Regions from separate parts of the Triticum aestivum genome. Here region 1 is linked to region 2. A link is a contact called in public Hi-C data. All regions are on one chromosome and are shown on one strand. The core of a region is the stretch at or near the end of the contact, and the rest is flanking DNA. Distances in the headings are between cores, read along the strand shown.

The links. A called contact is a pair of places that touch in the nucleus more often than the background predicts.
Region 1: a contact with region 2 is called in a Hi-C map of leaf, with 4 times the contacts expected there. The contact joins two enhancer-like sites. A contact is called at or near these places in 3 of 5 Hi-C or Micro-C datasets (all in leaf).

Annotation. Positions count from the first base shown.
Region 1 is chr6B:297,339,820-297,345,660 of IWGSC CS RefSeq v2.1, forward strand. No RefSeq gene overlaps it. Among protein-coding and RNA genes, the nearest start is that of LOC123140105, 340 kb to the right of the region's middle. Within about 2 kb of position 1,667, at least 2 of the 8 cell types and tissues checked have an H3K27ac peak or open chromatin away from gene starts, as enhancers often do. A contact at or near this core is called in leaf, where this site is marked.
Region 2 is chr6B:297,211,138-297,216,612 of IWGSC CS RefSeq v2.1, forward strand. It overlaps the pseudogene LOC123139178. Among protein-coding and RNA genes, the nearest start is that of LOC123137001, 350 kb to the left of the region's middle. Within about 2 kb of position 1,579, at least 1 of the 8 cell types and tissues checked has an H3K27ac peak or open chromatin away from gene starts, as enhancers often do. A contact at or near this core is called in leaf, where this site is marked.

The DNA.
Region 1 (5,841 bases), core at 417-2,916, 130 kb after region 2:
ATTTTTTTCGAATATAAGGTTAATAGTTATTTAATAAATGGACACCATTTTTCTATATACATTTAACATATTTCAATTGCTTGATTAACATTTTTCCAATGCTCGCTTACTATTTTTTTCAAATGCTTAATTAATATTTTATAAATACATGGTCAACTTTTTTACACACATTGTATATTCTTTTTATACATGAGAAATATTCTATTTATAAACATTTAACATTTTTTAAATACTTGATCAATATTTTCAAAAAAAATTTGACTATTTTTAACACATGTTCAACATTTTTTCTATACACTCAATATTTTTAAAATGTGTGTTTAACATTTTTCTTATATGCTTGATTAACATGTTTTCAATACATGAGCAACTTTTTACACACATATTTTATACATTTTTCCTATACATGGGAAACATTTCCTTTATACACATTTAACCTTTTTCTAATGTTTGGTTAACATTCTTTTAAAAACAATTATGTGAAAATGTTGTTTATTAAGAATATTTGAAAGTATAAACAAAAGTAAATAATGAAAACCAAAGACGTTAAAACAAACAAAAAATGAGGGCGTGGCATCCCGCGCGCCTGGCCCAGCCCATTTACTGTGGAGCTTGACGCGAGAGCACTCTAGGTCTCGGCGAACTCTATTTGACGCCCGAGAGCTCCTAACCGGCGCCTTCAGCGCCGGTTTCGAGCTGTGGCGCTCGAAGTGCCACGATACTGGGCCGGCCCAGGTGGGGCTCGATCGATCACAACAAAAACACGTCGCAAAAAAAAAACGTGAAGAAAAAGCGAGCAAGCCGTGTTTCGAACACAGGATCGCATGTCTGTTGTGCACTAACGCAAGTACCACTACACCATACACGTTGTGTTGTTCTACAACTAGGATAAAATGGTACTTAAACATTCCTTTTGTGAAACATTTAACGTAAAAAATCAGAAAATTAGTTGAAAACTTCATTGATTTTGAAATTCAAGTTCATCGATTTTGAAAACTAGTTCATAAATTTTAAAATAAGTTCATTGGTTTTAAAAAAAGTTCATCGATTTTGAAAAAAAGTTCATCAAATTTGAAAACAGTTTGTCGATTTAAAGAAAAAGTTCATTGAATTCGAAAAAAGTTCATCAATTTTTTTAAAAGTTCACAGAAAATGAAAAAAGTTCATCGATTTTGAAAAAAAGTTCATCAATTTTGGAAAAAGTTCATCGATTTAAAAAAATGTTCATTGAATTTAAAAAAAGTTCATCAAGTTGGAAGAAAAGTTCATCGATTGTGATAAAAGTTCATTGAATTTGGAAAAAGTTCATCGAGTTTGATAAAAGTTCACGCATTTAAGGAAATAAAAAAAGAAAGGGAAATGAGAAAAGAAAAGTGAAAAAGGAAAAAGGAAAAAAAGCCAAGAAATTGACCAGCAAACGACCTAGAGAAAGAATAAAAAGAAGAAAGGAAGTCTGTAAGCACAAGTGCGTCGTTATCCTAGTGGTGAGTGCGTTGATCTGTGAATTGATCGATCCCATGTTCGATACATTGCTTGTGCACATTATTTTTTGCTGTAGTTTCAACAGGACAAAAAAAAGAAACATGGGCCGGCCCAGGGCGGTGCATGGGTGTGCGCTTTGTACCGTTAAGCCTATTTCGGGCGCATAGGGCGCCGAATAGGAACCAGCTTGACGCCCATGTGCGTCAAAATGCTGTAGCTTCACTGAAGCGCACACTGGTGGCCTTCCAGTTCACGGCAGAGCGTGCTGGCCGTTTGCTGCTTTGGTTTTTCTTTCGCTTTCTTCTGTTGCTTTTTTGTTTTTTATATATTTATTTATATTTTCATGTCTCAAAAAAATTATTCGTATTTTCTGTTTTTGCTTTCTAGTTCTTTTGCGTCATTTTTGTTATATTCTTGCTAATGTTATCTTTCTTTTTTACATTAAGGAAATATTTCATCGTGCATTTTTTATTCATACTTTAATACGATGAACAATCTGTGTTTTTTCTGTTTATTTTTAGCTTTCTTCCTTTCTTGTGTATTATACAAGAGTTCATTGCGTATTAAAAAATGTTCACCGCGTATTAAGAAAAAGTTTGTTGTGTACTTAAAATTTTTTAGCACACATAAAAAAATGTTCAATTTATATTTTCAAACTGTTCAGGGTATATCACAAAAATCTTAAATATATAGTTTCGAAATTTTCAGTATATATCACAAAAAAGGTTCAACGTGTATTGGAGAAATGTTTACCGTATATTACACATTGTTCGGGAATTCGGTAACTGGTAACTGCTCGGTCGACTACTGATTAGTGATTAATCGGTTAATCGGTCATTTAACTGAATTAATCGGTCGGTCATTAATCGGTTGCACATGAGAATATATTGGCAACATGTAACTAGTTTTTCACGTATTGTACCACATAATCCAATGCTCACAGCTACGTATTATACATTTATACTAAAATATAATGTCGTAGGCCATACATGTGACAACAAGCATTCATACCGTAGACCCCTGCAAATTTTGTTGCCAAAGATTAAAACCTCGAGACTTATAGCAGAGATTAAAACCTTGAGAGCCAAACTAGATGGAAATCATAGAAGAGATTAAAACCTTGAGATGAATCTTATTCTTAGCAGAACTGTACCTTGTTGGTTGGTGAAGCCATGGGGGCCTGGTTCGAGGGGTCACCGGCGCTGCTGCCTGGCCTAGGTCGTTGGCACCGCTTCCTGGGCTAGGTCGTTGTTGCTGCCTGTCCTATGCCGCCGCCGCTGCAGCCTGCAGGTAGGGGCTGGAGGAGAGATGGGGAGAAGAGGATGGGAGGGGATGGGGTCAGAGAAGGAGGCTAGGGCCGGCGACGGGAGTAGGGAGATCGCCGGCGGTGGCTAGGGCCGACGAGGAGAAGCCATGCTCATGAGGAGTCAGGAGAGGAAGGGGCGCGGGCGCTACGATTTGGGAGAGGGAGGGTGCAGCGCCAGAGGTTACGGGGCTAGCCAAATAATGGCCTGGATTGCCGCTTCGCTTGCCCCCCTTTTTTTATTTGGATGCCGCTTCACTTACCTGAACCATCACCGTTTAATCGGTTTGACAATCAGTTAATCATCTGATAACCGATTAAATGCCAGTTAATCGGCTTGACCATTTGATGAACCGAGTATGTGCTATTCGCCTCAGTTAGGCACTGAGTAGCGATTAAATGGGCATTTAAATGGTAACTCGGCCGAGTTCTTGAACAATGATATTACAAAAATGTCCAACATATATTAAAAATGTCCAATGGTTGAATTTTTATTTTTGGATCTATCACTACATATAGTTCTTAAGTATCCATGCACCCTATTGATCGCAATCATGCGACAGTTCAAGTGGTATGGAACGCTAACTCTTGATCATATGGTTTGGAGTTCGATTCCTCCATACAACACTTGATTTTGGGATTTGTAGTACTTTGCTCGTTGTGATGCCAGGAAATGGACCGGCCCATTCAATCGCGCCTTGCGCAAATGCTCGTCTTCTTGACGAACACGAACGTCAGCTAGGGGCTCTCCTAGGACTCATTATTTGCAATGAGACCTCCTTGGCGCCTTAGGTATCGCTATAATCCACAAAAAAAGTCTCGTTATAAGCAATGATACCTTTTCCTTGTGTCTTATGCGCCAGCGAGTGGCACGAGCTGTCACGTGCATGCCTCATGGGCCGGCCCATTATGGAGCCAACGCTTGATGGAGTTGACCAAGCGTGCTGGAGTTAACCGCTGATTGCTGGGCAACGGTTTCCCCAGGTTCTCTGGCCACGGTTGAAAGGTCAATCATTGAACAGTTGACCCTTGACTTTTCAGAAAAGTGTGTATTTTCTTTAAATCGGGAACTAAAAATAGTCCACAAAATAATTAAATTTTACGAATTTCAAAAAGTGCACAAAATGAAAAAAGTTCATTCAATTTTGAAAAAAAGTTCATTGATTTTCAAAAAGAGTTGCGATTTTTAAGAAAGTTCGTCGATATTCTAAAAGCTATCATCAATTTTGAGAAAAGTTCATTCAATTTTGAAAAAATGTTCATGAATTTTGAAAAAATCTATTTTGATTTTTAAAGAACTTCATTCAATTTTGCAAAATAAGATCACCAAACTTCATAAAAATCGACCTACTTCAAAAAAGTTCACGCATTTAGCAAAATAAAAAGAAAATAGAAATAGAAAAATAAATGGAATAAATTGAATAAAAATCTTCCAATAAAAAGAAAAAAGGAACAAAAAACTATAAAAAAGGAAGTGAGAAGAAAAGAAGGAAAAATATGTACTTAAGCACATCACGTATAGTTGGTGTGGTGGTTAGCACAACATACGTAGGACCAGGCGGTCGGCCGGTTTGAAACACACTGGGCGCGTAGTTTTTTGATGTTAAAACAGAAGAAGAAAGAAGAAAGATGGGCAGGCCTAGCAGGGAAGTGAGGGTGTGCGCCTGTTTGAAGAACACTATGTAACGGCGCTTAAAGGGTGAATCCTATTAGGAGCTTTGCGCTTAAGCGCCCATTTGCGAACCGGTGCCTGAAGGGCGCGGCTACTTGGGCTTGGCCCGTTTCCTTCTCTTTCTGCTTGTCTAAAACACAAAAATGCAGGAGCGGCCGACGGTATTCGAACCGGTGACCTCCCGGTTGTTCTTCACTGCTCTAACCTCCCAACCGGCGTCGCCTTATGTGCACAATTATATCTTCTTTACTCTTTTCTTCGTACCTCTTTTTCTTTTTCCCTTTTTTGTTTTTCTTTTGGTTTGGTTTTCTATTCTTTTACTTTTTTTGTTTTTCTAAATTGAACGATTTTTTTTCAAAAATGATGAACCATTTTTCAAAATTGATGAACTTTTCTCCAAATTGATGCACTTTCTTTCCAGTTCGATGAACTTTTTAAAAATCAATGAACCTTTTCAAATTCGATGAGTTTTTTTTCAAAAATTTGATGAACTTTTTCAAAATTGATAAAAAAATTATATTCGATGCACTTTAAAAAGAGGGATGAACTCCTTTCAAATTTGATGAACTTTTTTAAAATCGATGAACCTTTTTTCAAATTCAATGAACTTTTTTTAATTTGATGAACTTTTTTTAAAACCAATGAACTATTTTTTCAAATTCATAAACGTTTTTTGAAATTTGATGAACTCTTTTTCATAAAAAAAGTTGTTTATAAATAATTTGAAAATCTAATAAATAGCACGGATACAATGGTTCTTAAACCTTTCGCATTCTTCCCAGTCACTTGTGGTTACCAGCTGTAGTGGTTAGCAGAACACTTTGTCTGTTATAGCGGCACGGCGCAATATTGAGTCCCCGTACCTGCACTTTTTTCTGTGATTTTTTCACGAGCCAATTTTACTTCCTCTGCGCATTGTGGGCCGGCCCATGAGGTGGGGCGCGTGGACGCCAGGCGCCTGTTCAGGCGCTTAAGGCACCGAACAAGAGGTCCCTGCTTAAGGCACCAAATAGGATTCGGCATAAGAAAGACATAAGGCTCCCTGGTAAGCGGCGAATGAGCCACCACGCCCTTTTTGGCTGGCCCATGTGTGGCATCGTACGTCTCCTGTTTTTTCCTTTTGTTATTTATTTTTTTGTCGTTCTTTTCGATTTTTTTCTTCCTTCATACAATTCGGGATTTCAGAAGTTCTAAATTCCAGAAAAATACTGAATTTCGAAAAACATTGTTGGAGAAATAATAAAATGTTCGTGAATTCAAAAAATGTTCATAATCTTGCAAACAAATTCACAAAAGTAAAACTTTTTGCTAATTTCAAAAACATGTTCATAAATTAGAAAATGTTCTAGATTACTTTAGAAAAATCACAAAACTAAAAAAATAT
Region 2 (5,475 bases), core at 329-2,828:
ACCTTCCCGTCAGGTTTCTCGCCGAAGCCCTTCACTTTAAAATCGAAAGCCACCCTTGGCCGCCCTCATCTTCGGCACACCCCGTCAGCCCCACTTCTCATACACCATGTCGTCCTCCCCTCCCCATTACCTTTCCATCGGGGTGCCGCCCGTCAGGCCACCGAGGACGAAAGCGCCACCCGTCATCGTGGCGCTGCCACACCCGCAGTCGCTTGCTACGATGTCGCTGTCCAGTACTCTGAGGCAATAGTGGTTGAATCCCTCACCAAAGATGAATCAACCATGGAGCATGCCGAGGAAGAGCACCATGACGATTTTGGTCAACGTATTCGCTCAGTCGGCATTGACGCGTACATGTCGGCTGCCTTGGGTGAAGCCGACATGTGGCTAGGAAATCGTCAGCACAGGTAGACCATGGGCTGCATGACAGGAAGAGGGATGAAGGGAACATCGTCACAACCTTCTTGATGTGTTCCTTGAGATAGGAGTAGCATCTTGATATGCTTCTTGCAAGTGATTGTGACTGCCATGGTGATGCTCTCTATGTGTTGCTTGTGTGTGGGGGTGGGGGTGCATGGAAGAGGGATCAGGGACGCTGCACTCGACAAGGTGTCAATGGGTATAGTAGGGCGACGACATCGCGTGGTCGTGTGGAGAAGAAGTTCGGGGAGGTCGCGGCTGGTGAAGCCCTACTGGTAACCATGGGACATTGATGTCCCCAGGGAGCGCGGATTTGCGGTAGGAGCTGGTTTGATGATGTCGAGCGCGAAAATTCGGTGGGGCATATATGATCCGTAGCAGGGTCGGGAAAAGACAGCAGAGTGAGGGACAAGGGAAGAGTAACAAGGACTTATAAATAGATGAGAAAATACCGACAGGACCAAAAAAGCAAGTGGACGAAGAAAAAACGATGGATGAAATAAACCATGGAAAACGAAACATTGCGTGGTTTGAGATTTTTTTTTTCTCTCGCATAACTTTGGTTGTATATGACTATACTACATTTTAAGCCAATGAAACCGGCCTGTCGAAAATATAGAGAGGCAAAAATTATGCGTGAGATGATGTGACTGCATGAACGCGTCTACGTTATGTTTTGTGTTTCTTAAACAAGCAAGGTCTAATCGAGTCACTCTGTCTCGAATCCATAAAAAATGCAGAATGCAGTTACTCAAAGTCCTCCCGGGAGCAAGTTTCACAAAAAAAAAAGGACCTCCACGAGCACAGGTTACAGAAATCTAGAAATGCCATGGCCGTGTGCCCGTAACCTGCAATCCAGTTTTGAGCATACTGCAGCGTCGGCTCGGTCCCTATCTCGCAAACTGACCCTGCCGATACGGTCCGTGAGCGGGTCAAAGTTCGTCGGGCGACGGCGGTGTCACCAGACCAACGACAGCCTTCGTGACAGCATCCTTCAACGCCTCCTCGTCGAATTCGCCAGCAGCCTACAAGATTCACAGCCAGTCAATTCCACCGGTTATTAATCTCAGACCTCGTTCATGCAACACGTGTGGGCTAGAGAGGCAAATGGAAATACATCTCGCGTTACATTGGTAGCTAATAAGAAATATTTAAAGGCAATCCTACAGTCAGGGCGGTTTTACAAAACAAATCATACACGACTCCGAACGTACAAATATGACTACAGAGATAATTTGTTCCACGCAAGAGTTAGGCCATGTCCACCATTATTCGTAACCTTTTTCACAAAAAATATATTAAAAATCGAATTTTCGTCAATTCTTGCAGTAAAACTTTTTCTATCGCATCCCTATTGGTCAATTCTTGCAGTAAAATCTTAAGGGCAGCGAGATTGGACAGGGCGGTTTGTGCGGACGGTATTAGCAGGTATTCTGGCCAAGCAAAGCATTGTTTCCGGCCAAGGTCACTCATGGCGATTGAAACGACTCGGTTATCGTTGTCTTTCCATATTTTCTTGTGGTGGGGAACAAATTTAGATCATGAAAGGGATATGTATTTCGAGACATATTAATGGCGGATGAAGCTTCTCTGAAACTGAAAGGAACAGGGCGAGAAGGGACTCGGACTGGAAGAGAAAAAAAGGACGGGAGTTGGCCGTGACGTCACCCGGGAAGGCGGTCAAGTTTTCGCCTGCACGTCGCCATCGGCGAAATACTCAGGAGCTACTACTCCGTTTGACTTTGACCTGGCTCTGAACCCACCAGATCTCACGTGTACGGCCTACTCCTAACCGCGGCAATTTTTATGTATAAAAACAAAAATTATCGTGACGTACGTACGGCGCGTACCGTTGCACGGAGTGTCAAGCTCGCCTGAGCAATGCCGCCGTCGCCGGTGCCCTGCGGCTGCCTGGCGTCGACGGCGACCACCGAGAAACGGTGGCCGGCCGTGTCCTTGAGCAGCGCCAGCACGCGGGCCACTAGATCGGACAGGTCGCCTGCCGCCGCCACCCTTATGGTCACCTCACGGCACTGCCCCGTCGAGAACGACGATGACGATGTTGACGCGCCGGCGCTGCCAGTGGCCACCTCCACTTGTACCCTCTTTGACGTGCCGCCTGCTTGAAGGGTTGCTTCGTCTGGTCTATCCCTGGAGTTGCCGTTGGTGACGCGTTGGTGTTGCTGGATCTGCGCCGCCGTCTCGAGGCTTCGGTTCCTGGCTTCCAGCTCCGAAATCTGGGCTATCAGAATGTTCATGTAGTCCAGAGTGTTGGCGAGGACGGTAGCTTTGTCTTTCTGTAGCAAGAAAAATGTACGAAGTATATTAAACGTAAATAGAAAGAAAAGAAAATTAATGAGTCAAATGCGCAATGTGCCAATTAACTATGCAAAAGCATCATCTAAAAAAAATGCAAAAGCATATATTAATTCATGATGAATATGTGCAATCTATGTCATCGCACGTACCTTCGATCCGGGAGGAAGCAGCCCTCTCAGCGCCTCAAAGCTCTCGTTGAGCCTCTCCCGCCGCCTCCGCTCCGATATCATATGGTGCAGCTGGCTGCTCGTCGGGGCTGGGGGCGCGGCCTCCTCGTCTTCCTCCCGCCACCGCTGCATCGTCGTCCCCGTGGTGCGCTCCTGGCCGTTGTTGTTCAGCGTGTTCATCCTTCTCAGGATAGAGATGCCCATCTTGATCATCCGCTGCCCAGGCGCGTCCGACGCCCGCCGCGGCGCCCTTGGCGCCAGCGCCGCGTTGTACGGCCGGAACGCCGTCGTCGTCGAGCCACGGCGCGGCGACCGATGCGCGCGACGGTAGCCTAGCGGAGGCGTGGACGTGGTAGGCATAGCCGACGAGGAGGAGGAGGAGGCGGAGATGACCGCGAGCATGGCCTGCGCCATCGCGACGTCGTCGGCCTCGGGGCTCGGGAAGTGGACGTGGCCGTGGACATGGGCAGGGCCGTGCCGGCTAAATGGCACGGGATGCGGCGGACGGGGCGGGTGAGGAAGAGGTGCCGCCGTTAGGTCCCGGGGAGACGTCGTGGTGGACGACGACATGGCCATCGTGCGCAGCAGCGACGTCGAGCCGTCTGCCGGGCTGTCCACGGAGATGGACGGCAGAGAGGAGGAGGAGGACGACGGCCGCGTCGGCGGGAGCTGGAGCAGTTCCTCAAGCAGCGACTGCTGGAAAAAATCCTCCGAGAATATCTGACCAAGGCCTGCCTGAAGGTTCATCTGTCCCGCCGGCGTTGACATGCCGACCTCGATCTCGCCGCTTTCGCATCCCATGAAGGCCGCCACCTGCCGCGCGCATAAGCACTGCTCAGCGTCGTTCAAATGCATGCATGTGACACTGAAGCGAGATTAATTAGAGAATCAGGCAAACCTTAATGCCAGCTTCCTGGTAGAACTGCAGCTGCACCGGCGACGACGCCGAGGCCGCCAGTTCGTGCTCCGACAGCTCCATGTACGCCCGGCCGTCCTCGTAAGCCCACCCTGGCACGCACCCGCTTACGGCCGCGCAGAGCGAACCCCGGTATGCGTCGAACAGAGCGCGCTCGCGGTCGACGTCACCGCTGCCGCCATCGCGGAGCCATGCGTCCAGGCACAACAGCTGGCGGCGAGCTCTGCTCATGGTTGCATTGCGTGCATTCAGGCGTTGCATGTAAGAGACGACCCATCCGAAGCAGCAAGTAACTAATTGAAATCGAGGACGCACATGCTTAATTACCTGTTGGCGGCGGTGAAAGGAGGAGTAGGACGGTGGCCGCCGGCCGGGATCGGCGCCCAGACGCAGAGGTAGGCGCAGGCGGGGACGCGCGACGCCGCTTGTTGGAGGATGCGCAGCCGGGATTCCTGGCCAAGCACGAAGAGAGTGTCCATCATATTCCCGAAGCGGCACGTCTAGAGATCGCCACCGCGGTGTCCTCCATTGCCTCCCGACGTCGATGATCGATGATGGTTCGTTGTCGCTGCCGTCGTAGACGTCTGATCCATGGGTATTATATATACGATGGAATCGGTCGGGGGTGGCGATGCAAATGTGTATGCATGCATGTGTGGACGTGAGTGGAGGGAAAAGTATTAGAGTAGCAGTACCAGCTAGTAGTAGTAGTATAGTGCGGTTGGGGAGGGAGCTGGTTTGGCTCCGAGAGAATGGATGGAGACATGGGGCGGGGGGTTGAAAAGTATGAAGATGCTGGAAAGTCGTTCAAAGGTGGTGATGGGCTTCAAAGAGGGTCAAACTAGGGTGGCAACGAGGGACGGGGTTGCTGGATGGTTGATCTGTTCAGCTTCTCAGCTCATCTCACCCTTGGCTTCTCCCACCCCTAGTTAGTTTCCATTAAACACCCTATTAAAATATGTGACAATGACAGACGGCCCCCGCTGACCCTGCATGTCAGTGTCGGTGGCTGAATCTGCCGTGTGTAATAAAAGTAATTTACTGTTTAATTCGAATTAAATAAATTCCAGGATTTTCAAAAATTGAATAAAACTTAGTAAATTAATGGAAAATAATCCGTAAGTCAGATGAAAAAGTTTTCTACATGTATAACTAACAGAAAAACGATACGAATCCCAATACACTCTAGCATAGAGAACATGTAACCGCCCCCCTCCGTTACATCTGTCCGAAAAATGCATACTTCGGGAAAACATTACCGGATGTTCTCCCCCTTCGCCAGTATCGTCTAGCACTATGATAGATTGATGACCCATAAGTATAGGGGATCTATCTTAGTCCTTTCGATAAGTAGGAGTGTCGAACCCAACGAGAAGTAGAAGGAAATGGCAAGCGGTTTTTAGCAAGGTATTCTTTGCAAGCATTGAAATTATCGATAACAAATAGTTGTGTGATAAGATAATTCGTAACGGGTAACAAGTAACAAGTGTAACTAAGATGCAGCAAGGTGGCAATCCTTTTTATAGCAAAGTACAAGACTGGACAAACTCTTATATAAAGCAAAGCGCTTCCGAGGACACATGAGAATTATCGTCAAGTTAGTTTTCATCATGCTCATATGAACGCGTTCGTTGCTTTGAAAATTTGATATAT